Regions from separate parts of the Mus musculus genome. Here all the other regions are linked to region 3. Evidence: chromatin contacts called from public Hi-C data. All regions are on one chromosome and are shown on one strand. The core of a region is the stretch at or near the end of the contact, and the rest is flanking DNA. Distances in the headings are between cores, read along the strand shown.

Region 1 (3,595 bases), core at 665-3,164, 110 kb after region 3:
TTATGTAGCAAGAACAACACAAAGTCCCTTACAGCACAAAAGGGAGATATGTCTAAGGGCCCACATAAAAGAAGGGTTGGTTGACTTGGGAAAGGAGGGGGCACCTAGCAAGGCCTGAGGCTGAATGGAGAGGAAGGAGGGGGGAATAAAAAGCACCAAATGGCTGGAAGAACAAGGTCAGCAGACAAGGGCAGTAGGAGAGCCAAGAAGTGGGCGCAGCTGATGTAAAACTTTTCCCTAAGATAAGAGTAATGGAAGGTTGCTTCTACACTGGAAGTCCACATCGAACATCAGCTCTGGTCGAGCGGTACAACCATGACCACATTATTCCCTTAGGGGCTCACCATACCTCAATGAGAAATAGAATGTGGTGGTGCATGCCTTTAATCCAAGCACCAGAGAAGCAGAAGCAGGCATGTAAATCTAATTCTAAGTCCTTCCTTACCCCCCTTTTTATTAACAAGCTGCTGGCATTAAGCTAGGTAGGTTCTGAGATATTCTTTTTTTTTTTTTTTGAGGCAGGGTTTCTCTGTATAGCTCTGGCTGTCCTGGAACTCACTTTGTAGACCAGGCTGGCCTCGAACTCAGAAATCCGCCTGCCTCTGCCTCCCGAGTGCTGGGATTAAAGGCGTGCGCCACCGCGCCCGGCGGTTCTGAGATATTCTAACCCGGCTAGGCTGCTGTTACCAGGCTATATGACCCATTATTTGCCATCTGATCTTGCCCTGGCTCTCTCTGGTCCATGTGGGTCCTCATGGCTGCTCTCTTATCCAGACCTCATGAGTAATCCTTCTTCACCCACATGGTCTCTCCATCTCTTCTTCTCACCTGGTCTCTTCAGGACCCTCTGATTGGGAACAGAAGTCCCACTCTTCTTTCTTCTGCCCAGCCAATTGGTTGATCAGCTCATTAACCAATCAGAGGTGATGGAAAACAGTTTTTACATCACATTGAGGCAGTGTCTGGATTGTAACCAGATCTCAGAAATAGTTCCTGAATACACACTGCATACAACCATCCCCAACACAGGCAGAGATCTGTGAGCTCTAGGCTAGCCTAGTCTACATAGCACGTTTCAGGTCAGCAAGCCAAGGCTACACACCGATACATACCGAGTTCCCGTCTTAAAAAAAAAAGGGTCGGGGAGAGGGTTGGGGATATAGTTCTGTAGTAGAACCCTTGCCTAACATACACGGAGTCCTGGGTTCCATCTCTAGTGCTGCAAATAAATAATAAAGAGTAGGAGTTAGAAAGCTGGTTCAGCTGTTAATAGCCCAGGCTGCTCTTCCAGGGGGGCCGAGTTCTCTTCCTAGCACTCTAAAAAAAAGGGCAGCTCACAACTGTAACTCCGGCCCCGGGGTTCCGACGCTCTCTTCTGGCCGTCGCCAGAGCACGAACACAAAATAAATGCAAAATACATGCAAAGTAAATAAATGCAAAAAAAGACCCCGTGTCCGTCAGAATGAGTTTGTCTTTGCTCCAACTCCTTGTCTTGTCTGCATTTCGTTTTTCTCCCTGCTGTAAACCGGTCAGGAACAAACAAGCAAACAAACAAACAAATAAACAAAAAAACCATTACCCCTACGCGAGGTTAGCGGCAAGCCGTGACCAGGAACCGTCCCTCTACAGGCCCGGCCCCACAGGATGACCGCACCGGCCTCGGAGGTGCAGGGCAGGCTCGCTTACCTACACTGGAGCTCTGTCGCGAGGGTCCAGGCGCCGGGCTGGAGGGTCTCCTCCTTGGGGTCTGCGGTTTGCGACGCGGGCCCATGGCTGGCCTCGAGGGGCCGGGTCCCGCCGCCTTCCCTAAGCCTTCTTGGTCCTGCTGCCGAAACCGAACGCGAGCAAGCCCAAGGTGCGCGTCAGGACCGCCAGAACTCGGTCGCCAGCAGTTCAAAAAATCACCCGCCCCTCCCACCGCATCTTTTAAATCCCAACTTTGTGACTCTCAGTGGCTGGTTCTGGAAAGCCAGCGTGGAGCGACATCCAGATAAACCAATGAGAATAAAGGTCTGAAGCCAATGGGTACTTGAAGACGGGAAGGAAGGCAGGATTTCCCCACCCTTTTCCTGTTGATCTCTTTTTCAGATGCCCTCTGGGCAGGACGGCTCAGTTCTTACGTGGGTGGTGGGTTTGTAGAGCTCACTTCCTCAAAAGTTTTATGCTTTTCTATCAAACGTTGAGGTGGCTTTAAAAATACGGAAACAGATGCCCAAGAATGTGACAGCTCCACACAGCACCCGTGACACTCCTGAAAGCAACCAGCAAATATGATTCAGAAGCCTGGTTAACTGCATGACCTTTTCAGAAGATAGGGTCGTGGGGACAGCCAGGACGGAGGAATCTGAGGACAAGGTCCAGGCAGGGCAGGCGCCAGCACTATTATTGGACCATGCTATCAAACACAATGACAGAATTGCCTGAGAAAAAAACCGGCTTTTCCTTTTCTCCCGGGAGTAATATGAATTCAGGTCATGGCTCCGTAATTAGAATAAAGAGAATTTCGTCATTTTGCTTTTTTGAGTTTTCTAAATGATCTATCATGAACGTGTACTCTAATCAGGAAAATACTTATATAATCAGTGGTTTCATAGAAGCCTGGTGGAACATTGGGGTGGGTGGTGTAAAATGGCACAGCTGCTATGGAAATGTGTCATGGTTCGAATCTGAAATGTCCTCCAAAAGTTTGGTGTCCTCTGTGCAGCAGTGTTCAGAGGTTGGGCCACAGGTGCTCTGACTTCATCTGTGTATTCCTTTAATCCCAGCACTTGGGAAGTAAAAGCAGGTTTGTTATAAGGACAGGGCCAGTAGACCTACATAGTGAGTTCCAGACTAGTCAGAGCTATGAGCAAGATTTTATCTTATTTATTTTATTTTATTTTTGTCTCAAATAAACAAAAGACCAACAACCAACTCGTTCAATCTCCAGTATTTTACCAACAGACATGAAATTTAAACATAGAATTACTATATGATCCAGAAGTCCATATATATATATATGAAGACATCAGGATCCTCAGCAACTGTTAATTAGTCAGATAATATCCGTGTATGAAGTCTGCTCTAGACAGATAGCCCTTTAGTAAACTAGAAGGAGAAAGCTAGATTGAGGACAGACTCTACGATTCATAAGAAACTGATGATACTACCTATATAACTGTAATGGTGTGTGGGTTAAGGCATAAGAGGAGGGTAGTGCTTATTAACGTACGTAGTTTTGCATATTTTGGCTTTTGAACCAATCGGACTGTTGTACTGCAAGTGGGGGTGGGGCACCGGAAGAACGCAGGGCAAAATCCGAAATGAAGATCCACAGCTTGTATCTTCCTTCACCAGGCCGGAAGGGGAAACAGTGGAAGTCTGGGCCAGATGCTGTGATTTGTGGTTTCTTCTTTGGGTACCTGGCTGTCACTGGTGTACTGCCAGGAGTCAGGAATGGGGGTCCAAGATTTTACCCCCCTCCAACATCTGGGCATGCCAGGTGGAGAGGTCGAGGCAGAGCCCAGGATGAGTGAAACCTGGTCTGACTGGGAGTGAGGGCAGAGCGTGCTGGAAGAACTGGAGAGGAGAAGACCTTGCTCAGGGGTCTTAGGCG
Region 2 (3,516 bases), core at 921-3,420, 130 kb after region 3:
TCCTCCCCCAGATCAAGTGAAAGAATGCCAAGGTAGATGGCCTGTAACTTGGTAGGCCTGGGTGCTGTGCACTGGCTGCCCTGGCTGTACCTAGAGGAAACCACTGGCCAGCAATGCCAATACCATCCTGGTAAGGTGGTTGCTCCCACCAACGTTCTTCCTCCCAGAGTGTCTTTCTCACTGTTTACTCCAGAACAATGTTTACAGTCCAGCTCTGGGCCCCATCTCAGGACTTGGGGCTGAGGCTCCTGAGAGGCCACACAAAAGGTGATGGGCTAAGGACAGGATCAAAGGTTAAGACACTTCGGAGTCCTCCTGACTCTCCAGCAGCCTCAAAGGGTGGGGCTTCCTGGGACCGAGGCTTCCTTGGCTTCTTACCTAACCGGTTTGGAGGTTTTCAAAGGAAGGGCTGAGTCAGCATGGTTTATCTAAGCAGTAAATGACCATTTGGATTCTTCCTGGGGACAGCAGCCTGGACAGACATTAGCCACTCTCAACATTAGGAGCAGTCCTTGTTTAGTGTGAGAATCTCATTGAAAGACACCCAGAGAAAAGCCCAAGAACTGCATAGGTCCTATTCTGGGTTGCATAGATTGTGTCCTCCTTTAGGGGAAGGGAGGGGGCACATGTGCACACATGTGTCTCTTCCACAGGGACTTTCTCTCGGCCACTTCTTCTCTCTCACACTGCAGGTACCTTACAGTCACCCTGATGAGTGCCCATGTCTTTTCTGGGCACTTCACAGCGTTGACAGACTTTGTTGTTAGATCCAAGAATCCTGAGAAGTAAATATGAAATGGCTACACGAGGCTCACAGCCAGCTTCTCAATGCACAGAGGCCCAGGAAAGCCAGAGCACAAGCCTGGAGGCCTTTCACTGGGAGCCGCCACACCAACTTTCTTTCCTAGCCAGGCCCAGTAAGAAACTGAGGCTAGACTTGGAGAGGGGCATTGTTCGCTGCTGCCCACACGCACACTGGACAAAGGACAGATGATGCACACTGAGGATTTTGGATGCAAATAGATAAAGAAAGGCCTTGCCCTGAGGCAGAGGCAGAGGCAGAGGCAGATAAACTGACAAACAACTGTCAAGTTAAAGCTAGGCCTTTCTGCCAACAATGGAGGAGACCACATTAACTTTCTCAGCTTTGTGATGCCTGGGCCTTAGCTCCCAACCAGCTGAAGACCTTTACTCCCACACACCAGAGTGCAAGTACCCAGCTACCATTCTGGTTTCGGTTAAGGAGCCTTTTCTCCAGATAGACACTTTCTTTTGATCCTCTGGGTCAGTCAGCCTTGTGGCTTCATTTTGGTTTGTATCACCTGCCTCTCTTGATGGCACCTGCTAGGTGTTCTCACTGTAAGCAGAGCCAGAGTGGTTCCCAGCCTCACATAAACCTCTGCGTTTATCACACTGATTCTTTTTTCAGTTCTCCCACGTTCAACGACGTGGTGTGCCCTCTGATTATGGAGGGAAAAAGTCCAGCTGGGCATTTGATGCTGTGAACAAGCAACTTGGAGCTGGCCTTTCTCTTTCCTGCCTCCAAACCTCTGCCACCCACATAAGAGCCCCAACTAAGCATCAAGATGTTGTCTATTCCCTTTCTTTCCCCATGAATGACCCTATGGCCACCTCCTCCTGGCTTGCCCATCCCTTCAGCTCGGCCTCTCCAAGAGCACCGGTGCTTCCCAGGCAGGCCCCCAGCCTCCTGCTGGAAGTCTCTCAGTCTCTGACCGCAGCGCCAGAGCGCCGCCGGGAGAAACTGATCCAACCCTTCGGTTCAAAGATGAGGAACTGAGGCTCAGAGATAGAAGTGACCGCGAATCAAAGTGGCCTTCAAATGCCCGCTTTCTCCCGGCCTCTCACCCCTTCGTCCACACCAGCGCGACTGAACTCTCGGTAATGTGGAGGGCTGGTGGGGTTGGAGAGTAGCGGACGGGTGGGGGACAGGGCGCCGGGTGTCAGCACCCACCGGCCCAGCAGGTCCCTCCCGGTCTGACCCAGACTCACTTTGCCGAAAGCGTGTTGATGGAGCCGGTGACCAGCATAAGCCCGGCCAGGAACAACTGGTACTTAGTCCAGGCCATAGTGGTGGACACGAGAGACCACTTGAATCAGCAGCTCCAACCCGGGTCACCCGGGATGTGGAGTCTCCTACTCAAGAACTTCCGGGCCGGGAGTCACATGACCCCACTGGCCCACGCCCCACGCCCGCTAGCCCCGCCCCGGAGCTGCCACCGGTCTTTGGTAGGAGAGCTGGAGAAGCAGAGTGCAGGGTCCCGGGCCAAGGCTACCAGATTTTCTTTTCTTTTCCATTGCTCGGCTTCCTTTTCTTTTTGTAGTGCTAGTGTCTCATGCATGCTGAGCGAGCCCTGTACTTCTGCAGCGTACGCTCCCAGCCTCTTGGCCTCCCGGTTTGTAAAATGGGCGCTCGGGGTCATGTAGAGATGCTTAGGCAATCTTAGAGCATTTTATAAACAATTTTGAGAGGTTGAGACTGGCAGTTGGTAATAGTTACAGCGTGGGAATCTCTTTTCTCCAGGATCTCCAGAGAACTGGAGTCCTGAGAGAAATGTCCCTAGGGATCCCAGCCCGTTGAATTGCTCACATCTTTCAGTAAAGGGAGCATTTGAGTTGAGTTGTAGCTTCCAGTAGGGTGTTTAACAGCTAAAACACAAACTGGGTGTGCATTCCTAGCACTTGAAAAATGAAGGCCAGTTTCCACTATATAAGGAGTCTGAGGCCAGACTGAGTAACTAAGTAAACAAATAATTAAAATAAAATGAAAAATGAAACCACAGAAGCCAAGGATTAAGGTTATGCTTATGAGTAGCAGTGGTGTGTGTGTGTGTGTGTGTGTGTGTGTGTGTATGAGTGTATTATATATATGTGTGTGTTGGGGGTGTGGACTTGAAGATAAAACACCATGGCTTTTGTATAGTTCCTGCATTAAGCTTCCCCACGTACCCCTGAGGACCCCTATAAATATTGTTTAGAAGCATCCCTACAGAAAGACCAGACCTCGGTTTGTGTGTAGAGGACTTCTAGCATTTAATTAATTAGTTTTTGAGACAGGATCTTGTTATATAAGCCAGACTGTCTTCCAGCTCACTGTGTACTCCAAGATGGACTCCAGTTCATGACTGGCTGTCAGTTTGTTAAAAAATAAATTTATTTATTTGTGTGTTATTGGAGGGCACTTTCAAGGCATATGTGGTACATGTGGAGGTCAGGGAACAACCTAGGGGAGTGGGTTCTCAGCTGCCAGCTGCCTACCTTCCTGTTCCATGTGATTGGCAGCTCATGCCCTACCACAGGTAAAAACAAAAACCCCCAAACACGCTTGATGGCCATTTGACCCACCATACATAGTCCCTCTGTTTCTGAAGATCCTATTACTGCAGGTATGAAAAAAAGGGTGTTTTGACCACTTCTTCCTGGTTGCCTTGAACTTGTAAACATGTATAGTATACACTCAAGGGACTGTAACATCTGTTTTGGGAGATGAGGTAGAGA
Region 3 (3,455 bases), core at 896-3,395:
CTCATAGGCTTCCACGAGGGAGGTCTCCTTGTCTGGCAGGACGTGACCGATGATCATGGTGGTGCCTCCAACGAGGGCCGCCTGAAGGAAGAGGGAGGGAAGGTGGTCTTGTCACAGCCCTGCCTGCACTTAAGTCACCATCACGATGATGCACGGTGTTCAGGTGCACCCAGAACAACCATGGATGATCAAACCCAGTAAGGTCTGCTCAGGGGAGGGTCAGAGCTGTGACAGGGGAGGGTCAGAGCTGTGACAGGGGAGGGTCAGAGCTGTGACATGATCTTCTTTAGAACCCTGGGTTCAACAAATAAACCTGATTCTTCCTCATGTGGGGTTCTAACTTGGGTCTTTGGAAAAAGCACTTAGCATATTGGGGAGCCCAAGCCTGGCTGTTACCTTCCCAGTAAGATCTCCCTCTAAGTGATTTTTGGCTAACTCCAGTATATAGACAACAAAATCAAAGGCCCAAGGGTTTGTTTGTATATACCTGTTACAGTGGGAAGCCCAATCAAGTGTTCACATGGAAAATATGGTGAGCTAGCTACAGACATGCAGTAAAGCACTACGTGCTTTAATAGGGGATTTTAAAGATATTGTTCTCTCACCTATTTTTGTTTGTGTATTTACCCAGACAGGGTTTCTCTGTGTAGCCCTGGCAGTCCTGGAACTCACTCTGTAGACCAAGCTAGTCTCAAACTCACAGAGATCCGCCTGCCTCTGCCTGATGAGGGCTGGGGTTAAAGGCGTGCACCACCACTGACCAGCTTTTCTGTCACTTCTTATGAAGCAGTTTTACTTAACTTGGGAATAATAATAAATGGGTTGGGTCAGGCAGTGGTGGCACATGCCTTTAATCCCAGCACTCAGGAGGCAGAGGCAGACGGATTTCTGAGTTTGAGGCCATCCTGGTCTACAGAGTGAGTTCCAGGACAGCCAGGGCTCCACAGAGAAACCCTGTCTCAAACAAACAAACAAACAAACAAACAACAGAACATAATAATAATAATAATAATAATAAGAAGAAGAAGAAGAAGAAGAAGAAGAAGAAGTCAAAATTCACAAAGTAAAGTACTGTTTTGGTGTGAGAGTTGTCCAAAAAAATTCACCAGCTTCTTCCATATCAGCCCCTTTGTCCTCATGTCCCCTACCTGAGTTCATGAGCATAATTTGTCTTGTCTGGGATAGAGCACTTTCAGATGCATGACTGAATTCACAGGCTCCACAAGATATTACTTTAACAAGGTTTTTCTCCCCATCTTGTGTATATTTGTGCATGTGTATGTGTGTTTGCATGTATGTAAAGTCTGTGTGTGTGTGTGTGTGTGTGTGTGTGTGTGTGCATGCACAGGGATGTGCATGTGGAGGAGCTCAAGGTGGATATTGGGAATTATTCTCAATTGCTCTTCCATCTTAACACTAAGCAAGGTGTCTCGATCAAACCGAGAGCCCACTGATATAGCCAGTCTGCATAGCCTCCTTGCTCTGGGGTCTTCTGACTCTGTCTCTCCAGGCTGGGTTCTGGGAGTCAAATAAATTCAATTTATTTGAATAGGTAACTTTTGTGATCGTCCAAAGTGACATTTCCCAAAGGTCAGGTCAATGTGCTGTTCCCAAATAAAACCCGGTTGTTAGGATTAAAATAACCGAGAGAGGGGTCTTCACATGTGGGATAGCTTCACATGTGTTGGAAGAGAGAGCCAAGTATCACTAAGGAATGGTAAAGTATCCTTCTGATTAATTATCCTGATTCGGGGTTGGAGAGATGGCTCAGAGATTAAGAGCACTGACTACTCTTCCAGAGGTCCTGAGTTCGATTCCCAGCACCCACATGGTGGCTCATAACCATCTGTAATGGGATCTGATTCCCTTGTCTTGTGTGTCTGAAGACTGCTACAATGTACCCATATAAATAAAATAAATATCCTGATTCATTCTGCTTTCCACTGGAGGAAAAAAGCCCGATGAAGCTGTCTTCTCCATAAAGTCAAATTCCCTGATCACAAACCAGAGACACTCCTGGAGACTAAGGCCGAGAAAATGAGTCAAGCAGCCAAACTACAATTAAGAAGGAAAAAAAATCTCAGAGCCGGGATGGCCTGACTTCTTGTATTGCTTAAATGCAGCCAACAGAGGGCGGTAGCTCCGTGTAATACATGCAGGCGTGGGGGTGGGGCTGGAGCTGGGGCTGCGCAGATTGTAGTTTACTAGCTGGCTTCTGTTCCCGGTTCCGCTGGAGCCTGCGCGGCTGATTCATCCTTACAGCAGGTGGATGTACTCTGTTTTGCCCTGTCCCCGTGCACATGGGGGAGTCTGATTTACTAGCAGTGCATAGCCTACACTGTTTAGTTCTTTGGCTCTCAGTTGCTGTTCTTTGTGCCTCTCAGCACAGCGGCAGCTGTCGGTAGAAAAGAGGGGACCCGTGGAGACGCTAATGATAAAGGACCTGGGACTGTTCTTAACGCCCAGTACCCCAAGGCAAGGATAGAAAAGGCAATTCATTTAACAAATCTCCAAATACTCGACAGTACAGATCGGGCTAATAAATCGTCATCTTCCTCTGAAACTGAGCTACAGTGCAGAGAAACTGGTTTCCCCTGGAGCCCGCCCTACCCCACAACTTCCACCCTGGATGCATGCTGGGCACACAGATCCAAACTCTGCCCACTGCTACAAAATGCCACCCTTGGACCTAGTGTGTGCACATTTGTGTTTGGATCACTAAGAAGAGAGGTCCAGCCTTGTGTGGATCCTGGAAGGACTCTTGGCTTTTAGGCAGGGAATTCCAGAGACCAACAGTGGTCTGGGTATAGGTTAGGGGACTCGAGGCTGACACAGCTTCTGAGCCTGGTGGGGAATCAGTATAGGCTATCAGAAGCACCAAGCAGCATCCTCTGGAGCCTAGCCATAGGAACTGAAGAGTTCTGGAAAGCATGCTGAGCAGCGGTCTTGAATTTCCCATCTTACTGGCTGTTACCCAGGAGCAGCCACGAGCCCCCTCTGCAGCTACACATGCAGCCACACACATGTGCATCTGTACCTGTAGGGCCACAGCTGTGGAGCTCAGAAGAGCACATATTACTATTACTACCACTGCGACTCTGGGCCTCCAAACCGGAGTTCATAGGCTCAGCAGATCCTCCTCCCACCAGCTGCCGGCTCTGTGAACACGAGGACACCACAGATGTGACAGATCTTTTTATTGTCACCCCACAGGAAAGCCTTGCACAGGTCAGCAGCAGAGCAATGCACTGTCCTGTCCCTGATGCTTTAAGGAGGACGTGTTTAAGGAGGGGTGGCTGTGGGCCTGCCACACGTCACGACTACTTAGACACCACCTTTTACTTAGGTGAGCTGAAGGCAGTAGCACACAGCACAGTGCTCTCGGAGGCTGTTTTAGAGCTTCTATGGCTGGGATGAAACACATGAGCAAAGGTGGCTGGAGGAGGAAAGGGTTC

The links. A called contact is a pair of places that touch in the nucleus more often than the background predicts.
Region 1: a contact with region 3 is called in a Hi-C map of forebrain, with 2.8 times the contacts expected there. The contact joins the promoter of Cenpa here to the enhancer-like site in region 3. A contact is called at or near these places in 6 of 39 promoter capture datasets (cranial neural crest, embryonic stem cells, hippocampal neurons and 3 more), 1 of 15 datasets of contacts at CTCF or cohesin (the NIH/3T3 cell line), 1 of 484 Hi-C or Micro-C datasets (forebrain), 2 of 115 datasets of contacts at active chromatin or transcription factors (both in embryonic stem cells) and 2 of 9 other capture datasets (adipose tissue and pancreatic islet).
Region 2: a Hi-C map of cortical neurons shows a contact between it and region 3, with 2.6 times the contacts expected there. The contact joins the promoter of Slc35f6 here to the enhancer-like site in region 3. A contact is called at or near these places in 2 of 39 promoter capture datasets (hippocampal neurons and liver), 1 of 15 datasets of contacts at CTCF or cohesin (the NIH/3T3 cell line), 3 of 484 Hi-C or Micro-C datasets (bone marrow-derived dendritic cells, cortical neurons and nephron progenitors) and 2 of 9 other capture datasets (adipose tissue and pancreatic islet).

Annotation. Positions count from the first base shown.
Region 1 is chr5:30,665,205-30,668,799 of GRCm38.p6, reverse strand. Cenpa (centromere protein A) reads right to left here and starts at 1,914. Exons shown (of 5, transcript NM_007681.3): 1 at 1,687-1,914. The coding sequence starts at 1,771.
Region 2 is chr5:30,646,593-30,650,108 of GRCm38.p6, reverse strand. Slc35f6 (solute carrier family 35, member F6) reads right to left here and starts at 2,170. Exons shown (of 6, transcript NM_175675.3): 1 at 2,011-2,170. The coding sequence starts at 2,087. Mir5625 (microRNA 5625) reads right to left here and starts at 2,173; the gene lies at 2,094-2,173.
Region 3 is chr5:30,773,946-30,777,400 of GRCm38.p6, reverse strand. It overlaps Dpysl5 (dihydropyrimidinase-like 5), which reads right to left. Exons shown (of 13, transcript NM_001356948.1): 3 at 1-81. Among named protein-coding and RNA genes, the nearest start is that of Gm46907, 39 kb to the left of the region's middle. Within about 2 kb of position 2,145, at least 44 of the 459 cell types and tissues checked have an H3K27ac peak or open chromatin away from gene starts, as enhancers often do. A contact at or near this core is called in cortical neurons and forebrain, where this site is marked.